Linked DNA regions of Mus musculus: all the other regions are linked to region 3. The links are chromatin contacts, called in public promoter capture Hi-C maps. All regions are on one chromosome and are shown on one strand. The core of a region is the stretch at or near the end of the contact, and the rest is flanking DNA. Distances in the headings are between cores, read along the strand shown. Region 1 overlaps Itsn1 (intersectin 1 (SH3 domain protein 1A)). Region 2 overlaps Itsn1 (intersectin 1 (SH3 domain protein 1A)). Region 3 overlaps Itsn1 (intersectin 1 (SH3 domain protein 1A)).

Region 1 (4,668 bases), core at 285-2,784, 95 kb before region 3:
GATGTGATTTCGGTACACACAGCAACTGAAAACAACATCATGACCGACGTAGGCTGCATGAAAGACACCTGCCATGTCAGCATGTCCCAAACACCTCCAACGAAGCGCTGATTCCGTTTGCCAGGCCATGGCGCATGAGGAGGTCTCTATGCAGCCCCTACTCAGCAAATTCTGTCTCCAGCACTCCCTATCTGAGCTTGTCGGACAACTGGATACACGTTCAGCGGGTCCGCAGCTCTCAGAACTAAGCTCGTAAGACACAGGCGCCCCTCATCAGGCTCAGGGTTCAGATAAGGAGGGTTCTTTGTACTGTGCAGTGCAATGCTGTTCCTTGAGGCTTTGCGTGTTCATGCTTAGACAGAGAACTTTAAATGAACGTAGAGACACTAACTTGCAGTTCTCCTTCCCACCATCCACCTGGGTTCTTTTTCCGGATCAGAATCAGCTGCCCAGGAGCCAGGGTGAGTTGTTCGGGACCAGTAGCAGCGTAGGAAGCAATAACCTGGGCAATTTCTGAAAAACAGGATCAAACGTTGCAGTGTGCTGTCAGTGAAGAGAAGAGATCCTAGGACACACTATTGTTCAGGATCAGACACCAACGTCATGGAACTCTGCAGACTGGCTGCTTCCCACTCTGACCCCTGCTCTTGCCCCTCCCTGGGAGCCACAGTGCAGATGCTCTGTTTGTCTCTGTCTAGCTCAGACTTGTGCGGCCCTCACTGTCCTGTGACTCAGCAGCTCCCCGCCATCCTGCCTGCCCCCATGCGTCCTGTCAAAGAACCTCCCACAGTTACTATGTGCCCGGATGAAGGGCCAGGACCCCGCTCCCATCTCCATAAATCTGAGGGACGCCTCCTTCTGCCTGAAAACTAATGGGAGAAATGAGGTTTTCCTCAGAAACCCATAGGAGCCTGGCTACAGCTCACTTACACACACGGCTTAGGACCGTCTCCCACTAACATAGCCAAATCAGCCAGGCCTCCTATTCTGGGAGTGATCCACGAATTTCTGGTTTGAAACACAGAACCATGAGTTTAACTTATTTCAAGTTACAAGAGGAACACAGAGCTATGAGAACTTTAGGTGAAAACAGTAATTCAGCACAGAGATAAAAAACGTAAATAGTTGTGTGGTTTGCCTGACTCTGAAAGCCCCTACAGGAGACTCCCAGCAAGGCCACAGCCCAAAGTCTGGGGCAGCTCAGGCCAGGGGGGCGGGGGGGGGGGGGAGCGATCCAGAACTGTTCTCCACACTCATTCCCATCTCAGTGAACCCGAAAGGACAGAAAGGAAGGAAGGATGGCAAGAAAGAAGTATGAAGTACAAAGAGATGGGAAGAAGGGGTGGGGGTGGGGGCCCCACATTCCAACACTGCCTACAGAGTGAAGGGCAGAAGTAAGAGGCAGTTCCTTTAAGCAGCCCTATCACGCTGTCCTGAAATCTGAGGCTGGCCACCACAACAGGAGGAGGAGAAGCAGCCTGCCTGCCTGTGCTTCAGAAAGCCCAGAAAGGCAAAAAGCCCGGAGGCCGGCTCCCAGCTAGTCTGTGTCTAGCCAAGAGCCCAAGCAGGGAATGTGTAGGGAGGGACGCTCCTCTGGCATGCTAAGGACAAGTTCTAGATTTCAAGTTTTTGGTTTGGAGAAAGTCCCAATTAGTGTCCTATTTGGCACCAGCTGTTTTTGCTCCTCAAAGGACCTGGCATACTAGCTGGAGATTTGTTCTGGCATTTTGAAAGGGCTCTGTGTCTCCAAACAGCTTGCGAGTTTCAAGGTAAAGTGAGGCCCATCTGAGGGCTGTAAGTGAACTATCTGGACCCTCTGGAATGGCGCCTGTTCAAGTACAGACAACATCCAGCAATAGCAGAGGCCCAGCTTTGTGCTCTGACTAAAATCCCCTTTCCTGGCTGTGTGAGCCCAACTAGAGCTGAGCACAGCCTCTCAGCAGAGCAGTGCCCCTTCTAACCTATAATTTCCTAAGGTCAACTTTGGCCAGGAAGACAGGCCACACCAACCGTATCATTGCACAGCTGCCTCCTTCTCTTTTTTATGCCACTATTAATAGAATGTGTGATTTTGTTTAAATAAACTGAAAATTCTAGACTCTGAAGCACGATTATCATTTGGTACCTTCACTGTTTGCCTGGGAAAGCCCGATTTTCAAGTAATGAGACCGATCACCTGATGCTGTCACCTTGCCTCTGACCTCCACTGCTATGTCATTGGAGCTCTATGTGCTAACAGGCGCCAGCAAGGACTTTCCAAACCCAACGAGATGACCCTGCAGTTTCCCAGCTCTGTACCCATCAACTTCCCACCATCTTGCCCGGGAAAATCTACTCCCCACAGCTGTGGCAACAGGCACACTTGAGAGCCAAGGACATTTAATTAACAGGGAAGGATCTTGCCGGGCACTGTCAGGAAGATCCCTTTGCCTCTACTGTAGGCTTCTGGCTGGGATAAACAATGACTGGGGAACAACTATCAAGAACATTCATTAACATTGAAGCACAAGCATCGGGGTTTACAACTTACCAGGTTTTTTTCCTAAACTCCCTGTTTTCCCAGCAGTTCCAGAGCCCTTAAAACAGAGCAGAAGGTCTCATTGGCAAGCTGAAGAGTTCATCATGAAACTTAAAATGATTAATGACACAAACCCACCGGAGCCCTAAAATCCCCCTTCATTCAGGAGAGACGTGGAAGCACGTGACAACTGGGTTGCTGGGGGCTCAGGCACACCCTGGAGCTGGAGGATCCAACAGAAGAGAAGGCTCCAGGCCAGGAGCACTGTGCTCGCCTCACCCTCACTTTATATCCACACGTCGAGCCAGGAAATACTTCCTACACTACAGTGTAGAGATACCACAGACATCTGAGTCTGCCGCCCAGACAGAATACATTAAATACATCGGCATTTCACTACGTTTGTACTAGAACTCTCCTTAAGAACTGCACCGGCATCGGGAGGCTCCCCTCCCCCTTCAGTTCCTGCATGGAGTTCCCACCCTATTTCACAGTCCGAGCACCACCTTTCCTCTCTCCATGCTGGAAGCACAAACACAGAAGCAATCCATATTTTTTCCCAACAACTGAGTGTTCCAGAAACAGTGTGTGGCTGAATTCCTCCCAGACACCCATGGAACTTTAACCCAGCTGAGTCAGCCAGCCGAGACCACGGGAGCCAGGACAGGGGCCAGCATGCACTCTGTAGGACAAAGTGGCTTATTGTCAATTAATGCTTCCCTTGAGTGCCTACCCTTGTAGTAAATTAAATATTTCAATTGAAATGAGACAAAGGGTTTAATAAGCCAAGCCAGAGTTACTGTAAAGATAAAAATGTGCAGTGGAATGCATTTTATTATTATTGCTGCTATATCCCAGTACTGGGACTGAATGGCTATTAGAGAAGAGGAAGGCTTAAAGTAAAATTGACTCTAATTATTTAATTTATTAAATCAATTAATTATTAATAATTTAATCTATTAATGTTCTTGTTATTTTCACAGTCTGCATATCAAATGAAGAACAGCGATGAGAGAGTGCTTGCATGCACATAAGCGTGGGACGATTCCCAAGGCTCCGTGCACAGAAGAGAGCAATGGGTGTCATCCAGGCACAGAGGTCACAGGGCCAGTGTGTTCTCTGTGAGAAGCCCCGGGCACAGGGGACCGGGTTCTGTCCTGGCTGAGTCTACAGAACGGGTGCCCCAGAGGACAGCAGGAAGGGCTGCCTGCAGACCTGTGGGTCCAGCCTGGTGTCTGGACCACGGTGCACTGTTTTCTCAAGTTTGATAGGACTTTGCCCTTACATTTAACTTCGTATTTTTATTGTCATTTGATTAAAAGAATCTTAATACATAGATATTCCACAGCCAAAAATTAATTAACTGAAGGCTATGGTAAGCAACAGCTCATAGGTCAGTTGGCCTTTAAAGCCACAATGCTTGCTGTTTGCAGACTTTGGATGCTTTTAGGCAGAAAACTGTAATTTATTAAAATGTAATGTAAGAAAGAGCTTTTGGTTTTCTGGGTAACAGCTTATTTTTACTATGTTACTTAAATATGTACTAAGGCTATTTCTCTGTATCCACCCACCCACCCATCCATCCATCCATCCATCCATCCATCCATCCATCCATCCATCCATCCACACAGAAAACTTAGGCAAAATTTCAATGAACAAAGCAAAAATAAGTTTCAATGCTAACCAGATGGCCTTGATTTGACCTGATCTAAAGGGTTTTCAGTCTGATGGCAGAACTGACATTCCCTACTCCTGAAATGTCATTGTCATGATCTTAATGGAGCCAACTCGCTGGCCTGGGGAAGGGTTAGATTTTCCCCTTTTTGATCTATGCAGTTCAGCAAGCCAGCTGGCCCATCTCCTCTCTGCCAGGTCCTGCAGGGTGTGCAGGCTTACACAAACACCCAGGACTTAGCACACTGCTTCCAACACTGCAGCAAACAAAACTCTCCCAAACAACAGTTTTGTTTTATTAAATTGTTTTAGAAGTCATTCCTGGAGTGAGAAGGTCAACGGCAAATGTACTACAAGTCTTAAGTCTCACCCTCGCCAAAGCCACTAGGGCTACAGGGCCTACTGAAGCCAATGTGCACTATGTCTGGCATTTAAATGACAACGAGTGCCTGGCCACTCATGTCTACTCAACAGTG
Region 2 (4,699 bases), core at 805-3,304, 74 kb before region 3:
ATGCATGGCCGAGTCAACTCCATCCCCTGGGGATGGCCACCTCCACATCAGAAGAGCGGCCATTTATTGCTAAGGCTCTAAGCCTCAGACATGGAGATGATCAGCTAGGCAGCCTCAGTCACAGATCCCACATCACGTCACAGACTTCTTTCCTCTCTAAGTTCCTAGGTTACTGGACAGTCATGGGCAACTTCACCAAGCCTGGGTTCATCCGGTTCTCATGCCTTTTCCAAACTAAATATTTGAATGGCAGACACCATCTTCTATTTCTTTGTATAATCAAACATCAGAATATGGCGACACACAAGAAAGTACATTAAATGGTTAACAATGGAAAAACCGTTTGGGAGCAAATCGGTTTAAAAGCAAAAAGATTCTAAAAGCAAAGTATTTGTAAGGCTCCCCAACCCCTACCTATATCCCAAGGGGAAACACGGTGACTAAGGTGTAAGCTTGCTGTTTTCAAACAAGTTCTGAGGAGTCTGGGAAGCCATGGTCACAGGGCTGACAAAGTGAGTGAGCCTGGGTTTTGCAATGACAAGAGAGCCACAGTCAGCCTGTTGAGCTCCACCGTTCCCATGCTCATGCATCTTAGGTGTGGAGGCAGGACAGCCGAGAGTTTAAGGCCAGCCTGGGCTACATAGTGAGCTTAGGCTAGCCTAAGCTACATGAGACCTTGTGTCAGTCAGTAGGTAAGTAAGAAGGTTTTGTAAGCCAGGAAATCATTCTGATCTCTTGTAAAAGTTGCAAATGTTTCATTTTCAGTTTAATGCACCAAGAACTCCTGGTGTTAGGTGGAACCCTGACAAGGACAGAACCTTCAGACGGCTCTGCAGAGCCCAGCAGACAGACACCGGCAACACAAACCTCACCAGGTAGACTTTTCTTTTCAATACAACTCTGTGGTACAAACCCCAACACGTTTCCACTGCCCCAACATCCAAAGATCTGCTCACTTACACAGTTAAAGTGATTCAAAGAACAAGACACGGAGTGGGAGGCGGACTTCCTGACAGGGGGCACTTACCCATTCCCCTTTAACCTCCACCAGGAAAGCAAAGGTTTAAAAGCAAGGCAAAAGATGTTTAATGAAACGTTGCACCTTAGAGTACATCTACGCTTTACTCATCAAATGAAACGAGGGGTCAGCTAGCCAACCCTGGGAAGAGCAGTCCGCACTACTGTAGGCTGCAGAGATGGTAGGCCCGCACTAAAGCAACAGTTTCTCATTAAAACACAGACCACTGTTTAATACCCTAAGAATGAAAAACACATTTGTCTCTCAGGCCTTCACTTTCAGTTACTTCTAAATTAATTAAGAAATTTAAGTTGTCATTTAGAAAATAATTAGATCAACCACAGTGCTTTATTCTCTTCTTAAAACTAACTCTTATATGTTTCAATTTGAGGACTATATTAAATTGTTAATATACACAAAGAGTATAAACTGCAACAAAGCAAAATTGAATGTTTGTTAATTTTCTAAATAGTAATTCAGATTCCTCATATTTAATCCATTACTTAAAAAACAAAACCAAACAGCCTCCAAACACTTTGGCTCAAAGGTATAAACGCTCTTCTTCTTCTTTTTTTTTTTAAAGATTTATTTATTATATGAAAGTACATTGTAGCTGACTTCAGACACCCCAGAAGAGGGCGTCAGATCTCATTACAGGTGGTTGTGAGCCACCATGTGGTTGCTGAGATTTGAACTCAGGACCTTCGGAAGAGCAGTCAGTGCTCTTACCTGCAGAGCCATCTCTCCAGCCCCTGGTATAAATGTTCTTATGGGCAGCTGTGAATGAAGGAATTCTGCATTTGTAACTATTTCTTAAAGACCCTTCATAGTATGTAACCAGTGCTAGCTTTAGACACAATCAGTCAACTTAAGGTTAAAAGCAGGCTACGGAGCAATAGAAACACTGCATTTAAAGTGCTATTGAGATATGCCTTTGCAAGAGAACTTTCATTTTGATATGCATGCTTGCTGGAGGTTTCCTAATTGTGTCACAAGTGCCAAGTGAGGACAGAGGACCGTCTCTGACATACACTTTCTTACCATGACTATATCTCCTGGCTGGATGGTGATCTCATCGTGACTTCTGGATTCAAAGGGGTACAGCGCTCGGTAATATACCACTTTTACACTCTCCTGTGCAGAAATGGTAAGCGGGCCTTTCTCTGTTTGGGAAGAGGAGGGACACATTACAGGAAGCACTGACGGACAATGCCAAGGCGGACAGCTGTTAGTCTATGTCTGCCTTATACTGGAAATATTTCCACCATTCAGGGAATTTCTGAAATACACATGGAATGCCAGAGGAGAGCAGACTCAGACCACGTGCAGTTCATCAGCAGATCCCACAAGCAAGCCGCCAGGACTGAATGCGGTGGGCAGACAGCCCAGAGAACCTTTCTCTGCCTCTGGGCGTGGGCTCTAGCAATGCCCATTTGTAAGTCATCAGCAGGCTCTGCTCCCCACCCTGGGTGCTGCTCAGAGATGACAGCAGATCTGCTCAGCCAGAAAGCACTCTTGCAGGGAAAGAGGAAGAGAAACACAACCTTCCCTATAAACAGGCAAAGGTCGGTCTACGCAGCGTCCTCATGACCTGCTGAACTGAGGCGTCTGCATTTCTGGGGAAAGAATAAGCCCAAGGATAAACCCTAATGAAAACAATTTAGAATTTAAATCAAATTAAAAAAAATTGAAGATGCATTCAGGCAGAGGACATTCTTGGGATTTTGGCTACCAGGTAATTATAGCCCTCTGGATTGTTCTACACTTGCGCTGCATGTAACTTGACACCCATCGTATCTGAAGAGCGTGAGGTAGACTGTTGTCTCTGTAGCCTTGATCTGTGTGAGAAGCAAAGGTTCCTATTGAGGGGAAAATCAATCCTAGTTCACACTGAAGAGTCACAGGGGCTTCGATGACCCCTGAGATTAAAGGATTGAAAATTCCTCTTCAGACCACAGTTGACCCAGACAGTTAGTTCATCTCTCCCCCCCCTCGTCCCCCTGGACTCCCTACATGCCCAAGTCCAAGTTCTCCCTGCAGCCATAGGACCTCAGGAAGGGATGGTTCCTGACCAACACTGCACCTCACTCCCCACCCCACTGTGTGCCCAGGGAGGAAACAAATGGTTTATGAGATGGTGTCAAGTTACTTGTTGCTTTCTGTCTACCACTGTGCTTAAGAATTTTGAAAATACATTTTAGTGTGCAGCTGAGGTTATCTAAGGGACAGCTTGCGTTAGTGAAGGTCAGCCATTTACTTACTTACTTTTTAAAAGAGCCAAGTTGTATTGAAAGTGAAAAAACCCAGATTGACACTTTTCAAAAGGCACAAAACCCAGTGTAGACAAAAAAGTTGACATAGCTCAGCAACTTCAGGGGAAAATATCAACCTAGAGAACAAGTTACGTGATTCCCCCCAAGATGTCAAGTTCAGCGTTTGTAACATATATCAAATAAGGTTCATGTCACTTGGAACAGGCCTGCAGAGAGGGCTCCTGGGTATCCGAGGGGCTTCCTGTGCACACCTGGGTGGTAAAGAGCTACAGTATCCAGACAGAGACAGACATCTCAGCTCGATTAATGTAAGCAAGCTAGCCCGTGGTAGCACACGCCTTTAATCCCAGCACTCAGGAGGCAGAGGTAGGCAGATTTTTAAGGCTGAGGCCAGCCTGGTCTACAGAGTGAGAACTTTCCCCAAACCGAGCAAATCGTGATAGGCATAGATATTGCTCTCGGGGAGATGACTGTCTGTTTTACATACATACAGAGGAGACAGTGGCAGAGCCTGGCACCTCAGCCCCTTCTGATACCTGTGGTAGACCAGGGTGCCTGGGTGGCCAGCTTAGCTGGCTCCTGATGCGGATGGAAAAGCCGACTCTGCTTGTCTTGCATTTCCGGCTTGGCTCTCTCTTCCGCCTCCTTCTTCCTGACACTGTCTTCCCTCTTCAGTCTGTCCTCCTCGTGGGGTTTCCGGGGGCGTGGCTGCTCCTCCTGCTGCACATGCTCCAGCCATTGCTTGTCCCTTTCCTGAACTCGTCTGCCAACAAAGATGCTTGATTGCCGAGGAAGCAACTCTGACCCAACAGTCGCCCCCCCATCACCCCTTCACCCAAGGGCCTCCCTCTAGGCAGAGCTGCTAAACGTCAAGGGAATGTGGGTGGCTCTTCACAGATAATGCAATCCACAAAATGGGTTCTCCGAGCTCTGACTGAGCAAAATGAAGTCACATGACTTACCAAAACCCCACACACACACACACACACACACACACACACACACACACACACACACACACACGGGGGTGGGGGGAGAGAAAGAGAGAGAGAAAGAGAGAGAAAGAGAGAGAGAGATTGTGATATCTTTCACAAAGTGGCTATAGGATTAAGAAAAAGTACATCTCAATTGAGATTAATGAAAGATTGATGATAGTAATTGATAGAGCTGAGTGTAAGCTGCAGAGCACAGATGCACACACACTTTATGAAAGTGCCTGACGCTGCTTTTGTGAGAGCGTGAGTAGAGCACGAGTAGAGATTCTCACAGGTCCTCCCTGAGCAGGACGAGCTACACTCACACATACGTCTGGCTCCCAAACCTGAAGGCGAGACAGACATCTGGGGCTGGCGAGATGGTGCAGCCAGTACTCTTGGCTCCCTGCACTGACATGGAAGCTCCCAACCAT
Region 3 (4,615 bases), core at 1,698-4,197:
GAGCACAGTGCCTGAAAGGTCTTGGAGTCCCTGCTCAGGTATAGCACAGAAGACACCATGTGTGCACGGTGACGCTGGGACACTCAGACTCCAGGAGGTGGCCTAGCAGACTCTTTGGCTTATTTCATACAGCAGTGTGCCAATGCACACAGGCTGACGGAGCACAGTAAAAGGCAAGGAGAGTACAGCCTTTATAAATGAGCCAACTGAGCTGGCGAGATGGCTCAGCAGGTAAGAGCACACTGACTGCTCTTCTGAAGGTCTTGAGTTCAAATCCCAGCAACCACATTGGGGCTCACAACCATCTGTAATGAGATCTGATGCCCTCTTCTGGTGTGTCTGAAGACAGCTACAGTGTAGTTACATATAATAAATAAATAAAACTTTGGGCCAGAGCAAGGGGGGTTGACTGGAGCGAGCAAAGGTCCAACAACCAGATGAAGGCTCACAACTATCTGTACAGCTAAAGTGTACTCATATACATAAAATAAATAACTGAGCCAACTGGGGATGGAGAGCTGCCCCATGGTTAAGAGCACATGGAGCTCTGACAGAGGACCTGAGTCAGGTGCCAGCATCCACATCAGTGGCTCACAATTGCCTCTAACTCCAGCTCCAGGGGATCTGGTGACCTATGTGGCTTCCCTGAGCACGTGTGCACAGACAAACATGAAAAGACACATATATAAAAATAAATCTCCTCGAAAAACCAAGAAAAAAAATCTCCAAAAATGAGCCAATAATTATAAAATACTTGAGAACAGTCCCTCAAATTATATGGGCCTTAGGGAAGTCGGTAGTCACTGGGATTAGAGTGAGGCTATGCAATGAATATGTAATAGATACATAATGGAGAAGTTGCAAACATTACACCGAGTGAGTTGATTCTTCACAGATGTGCTGCTCTGTCTAAGGCTTATGTATGTGAGTGCACTGTCGCTCTCTTCAGACACACCAGAAGAGGGTGTCGGATCCCATTGCAGATGGTTGTGAGCCACCATGTGGTTGCTGGGAATTGAACTCAGAACCTCTGGAAGAGCAGTCACTGATCTTAATTGCTGAGCCATCAATCCAGCCTGATTTATCTCTTCCTGAAAGGTTTAGAACTAAAGTTCAAAGCATTCACATCACCAAATTACAACAGAAATCCAGATCATCTTAGCAGGCAATGGATACAGATTCCAATAATTATTCCCACTTTACTTGATCAAAATATACATCAATCAATTTGGCGTTGGGAAAGTAAGAGAAAAGCTGAAGCACAGCGGCTGTCAGCAGCAGGGGCCGCACGCTCTTCTTTAAGAAAGACAGGAAAGATATGAGAGCCTGAAGGAATGGCCAACCAACAATAAGCACAACTGCGAGACCCATCCCACGGGCAAGAACCAATCCCTGACACTATTAATGGTACTCTGCAAACAAGACCTAGCATAACTGTCCTCTGAGAGGTTCCACCCAGCAGCTGACCAAAACAGATGCAGAGGCCGAGAGCCAAACATTGGAAGAAGCTCAGGGAGTCTTGTGGAAGAGTCGGGGTAGAATTGAGGGATCTGGAGCAGACAGGAACTCCACAAGAAGGCCAAGAGAGTCAACTAACCTGGACCCTTGGGGGCTTTCAGAGACTGAACCACCAACCAAAGAGGCTGGTCCACAGGCTGGACCTAGGCCGCCCGTGTGAATGTAGCAGATGTGCAGCTTGATCTCCAGGAGGGTCCTGCAACAACTGGAGCGGGGCTATATCCCTGACCTGGCTGCCTGTCTGTGGAACTTGCTCCCTAACTGGGCTGTCTTGTCTGGCCTCCGTGGGAGAGAATGTGCCCAATCCTGCAGTGATGTGATGCACCAACCAGGGTGGGCTGGTACCAGGTGGGGCCTCTCCCTTCTTGAAAGAGAAGGAGAAGGGTGAGGGGTGAGGGATCTGGGAGGAGAAAGGCAGCTGTGATCGGGATAAATACATGAATTAATGGAGAAAAAAAGAATTGAAAAGTTTTTTTAAAACAGCACAGCAAAGAAAATTTAAAAGTTTCTGATTTAAAAAGTTTCACAATGACAATGTAATTCAAAAGAAAAAAACTCATTTTTTTTCCAATTTCATACCTTTTGAGAAAGGTTCAAAATTCCCTCATAACCAATCATTTTGTATGAGCTAATTTTATATTTATGTAAAAGTGTTTAAATACAATATAATGAATGTATCTAGAATTCTACCTTCAAGTAGGTTTGTTCTCTCCAGAGCTGGGTGCATAATTTCATTCTTACAAAATTCATTCAAACTGCTAAGTTTCAAGGTTCCAAGACTAAACAGATTTTGAAAAATTAATTATTGTCACTAAAGGGTAGAAAGGCTCACTAAACATCATTCCTATAAATATGGACATTAGAAAACTAACCCTTCGTCTCCTCTTCAACCAAGCTTTTCTTACATGGCTGAGAGTTAAAATGATCTCACCAAGCTTTTGTCAGAGGGAGGGAAGCTTTACTGAGGAATCTGGCCTACTTACAGGAAGTCACTTTGACTTGAAAAACTTTCCACAAGCGACAAATGAAGGCCACAAAAGTCAGAAAGTCGATAAATAGAGATTTCTGATACTAAGGAGAGCCCCCCGCCCCTTGCTGGTAGGAGGGCCAGTTATGCCAGCTGCTAAGGAAAGCAATCTGACAGCTCCGAAGCAAAAGTAGAAAGTCACTGCACCAATGATTCATCACCCATTAATCTGCCTAAAAAAAACCCAAAGCTAAATGATGTCAATTGACAGTCGCCATGGTGTCATTACAAACCAAAAGCATTTCTTTATTATTTGTGCCTGTGCGCACACACGTGTGCACGGGCTTCAGCACATATGTGGGGGGCAGAGTGCACCAGTCAGTTCTCTCCTTCTACCTGATAGGTGCCAAGGACTGAATTCAGGTCATCGCGCATGACAGCTGGCTCCGTTACCACAGAACCATTGCCAGCTCTTGAAGTCAGCACAGAGGCACACACCAGTAACTCAGCACTTGGCATATAAAGGCAGAACTGAGGGTTCAGGGGTTACGCAAGAAAACCCTGTCTCAAACACAGAAAGAGTAAGGGCAGGCAAGAGTCTGGTTATACGTTCAACATCATAGAATAGGTTACGTCCGCCACATAATCAAAAAGTGCTCACCAAGAGCAAATTTTTACGTGGTGCATAGTTTTAGAAAACACAGAAAAAAAGCAAAACTAAGAGAAGTTGGGTAGGTTATAAATATCCATTAACAATCCAAAGCTTGAATAATGACTGTTTCTGCTTCCATGTCACTACATAAACCAAGAGAGCCCTGTGGACTCCTAAGCTGCCTAAGACCTCCCTAAGGCCCACTGGGGGGATCCATCCTGGCTAAAAAGGAGAAGCAGCAGCACAAGACTAACCTACAGCAGAGAGGGGCTGGGAGCGCAGGGCAGCGAGGTGGGGCACACTGTTAGCCCTGTGTGCCCGGATTTCAATCAGTGTCAATCAGGTGTGGCAGGTAAAGCCCCACAGCCCCACGCCTCGCATAAAGAACATAAGTGTGTGGGGGGGATGAAAGAATGCAGGGTTCTTTTTATTTATTTTGGTTTTCAGAGATTAAAGGTGAGTGCCACAATGCTCAGCCAGTAAGACTCCTTGTCAGTCAAAGAAGGCATCCTAGGGAAGTCCTGCCATAAGCCACCACCCCTGCAGCAGAAGAGGGGAGATAAGATCTCTCTATGGGCTTAGACTTGAGATCCTAGCACAGCCTCCCAGGGGTGGGAGAGCAGGCCCTGCCCACAAGCTAGCGTCTTCTAATACACTACAGAAACTCCAGGGAACCAAAGGTACAAAACCACTCCCTTTTATTCCTCTCAGAAAATCAAGTGAAATCACTTAAAAACAGGCACCAAGCACCATCTAACAAACAGCTGATTCATAGGGCTTACTTGATAATTCACCCATAGTTAAACAATTTTTCATGAAAACAGATTAATGGTTACAATTAAGCTTTCTATTGAGAACATCTGAAATCCCATTTTTCATTTCCTTCCTTTGACTACTATAAGAGGCAACACACAGAAATCTCGCAAAACAAAAGTTCTTCTGATGACTATTTAAAGGGAACAGAACCGGACCCCGACCGGTGCAGATGCGCCATCTGTGCTCCGTTTCAGCCAAGTGGCTCGCACTTAAGTGCATGCCGCAGGGGAAAGCGCACCTTTGCAATGGCACCGGTGCTGGCAACAGCCGGAGCTGTCCTCAGTGGCACACACCGACCGCTCCATTTCACAACAGTTAGGATGACAGCAAGGGCAGGTGACAGCGGCAGCAGCTTAACATTACCAGTGACCGAGTGTCCCAGCTCCTGTTCTCTAAGCTTCACATATTGATCTATAAACTGCAGGAGCTACAAGAATTAAACACAAGTGGTTCTGAACCCAGGGGTTCCTAGTCCTGACAAAGTCTCTTCTGACCAAACTTTAGCCAGGCCTTTGTTTGTTTGTTTGTTTGTTTTCCGAGACAGGGTTTCTCTGTGTAGCCCTGGCTGTCCTGGAACTCACTTTGTAGACCAGGCTGGCCTCGAACTCAGAAATCTGCCTGCCTCTGCCTCCCAAAGTGCTGGGATTAAAGGTGTGCGCCAC

The links. Capture Hi-C pulls out chosen DNA fragments and counts their contacts.
Region 1: a promoter capture Hi-C map of adipose tissue shows a contact between it and region 3. The contact joins two enhancer-like sites. A contact is called at or near these places in 2 of 484 Hi-C or Micro-C datasets (cranial neural crest and muscle stem cells), 4 of 115 datasets of contacts at active chromatin or transcription factors (embryonic stem cells, extraembryonic endoderm stem cells and heart atrium) and 4 of 9 other capture datasets (adipose tissue, embryonic stem cells, liver and 1 more).
Region 2: a contact with region 3 is called in a promoter capture Hi-C map of adipose tissue. The contact joins two enhancer-like sites. A contact is called at or near these places in 5 of 484 Hi-C or Micro-C datasets (bone marrow-derived macrophages, cranial neural crest, liver and 1 more), 4 of 115 datasets of contacts at active chromatin or transcription factors (embryonic fibroblasts, embryonic stem cells and heart atrium) and 4 of 9 other capture datasets (adipose tissue, embryonic stem cells, liver and 1 more).

Annotation. Positions count from the first base shown.
Region 1 is chr16:91,859,102-91,863,769 of GRCm38.p6, reverse strand. Itsn1 (intersectin 1 (SH3 domain protein 1A)) reads right to left here. Exons shown (of 39, transcript NM_010587.2): 25 at 2,531-2,576; 26 at 392-513. Among named protein-coding and RNA genes, the nearest start is that of Gm52262, 43 kb to the left of the region's middle. Within about 2 kb of position 1,534, at least 110 of the 459 cell types and tissues checked have an H3K27ac peak or open chromatin away from gene starts, as enhancers often do. A contact at or near this core is called in adipose tissue, embryonic stem cells, heart atrium and 1 more, where this site is marked.
Region 2 is chr16:91,838,971-91,843,669 of GRCm38.p6, reverse strand. It overlaps Itsn1 (intersectin 1 (SH3 domain protein 1A)), which reads right to left. Exons shown (of 39, transcript NM_010587.2): 18 at 3,828-4,054; 19 at 2,060-2,181. Among named protein-coding and RNA genes, the nearest start is that of Gm52262, 63 kb to the left of the region's middle. Within about 2 kb of position 2,054, at least 62 of the 459 cell types and tissues checked have an H3K27ac peak or open chromatin away from gene starts, as enhancers often do. A contact at or near this core is called in adipose tissue, bone marrow-derived macrophages and heart atrium, where this site is marked.
Region 3 is chr16:91,765,638-91,770,252 of GRCm38.p6, reverse strand. The region is part of intron 1 of Itsn1 (intersectin 1 (SH3 domain protein 1A)); the gene reads right to left. Among named protein-coding and RNA genes, the nearest start is that of Itsn1, 39 kb to the right of the region's middle. Within about 2 kb of position 2,947, at least 52 of the 459 cell types and tissues checked have an H3K27ac peak or open chromatin away from gene starts, as enhancers often do. A contact at or near this core is called in adipose tissue, bone marrow-derived macrophages, embryonic stem cells and 2 more, where this site is marked.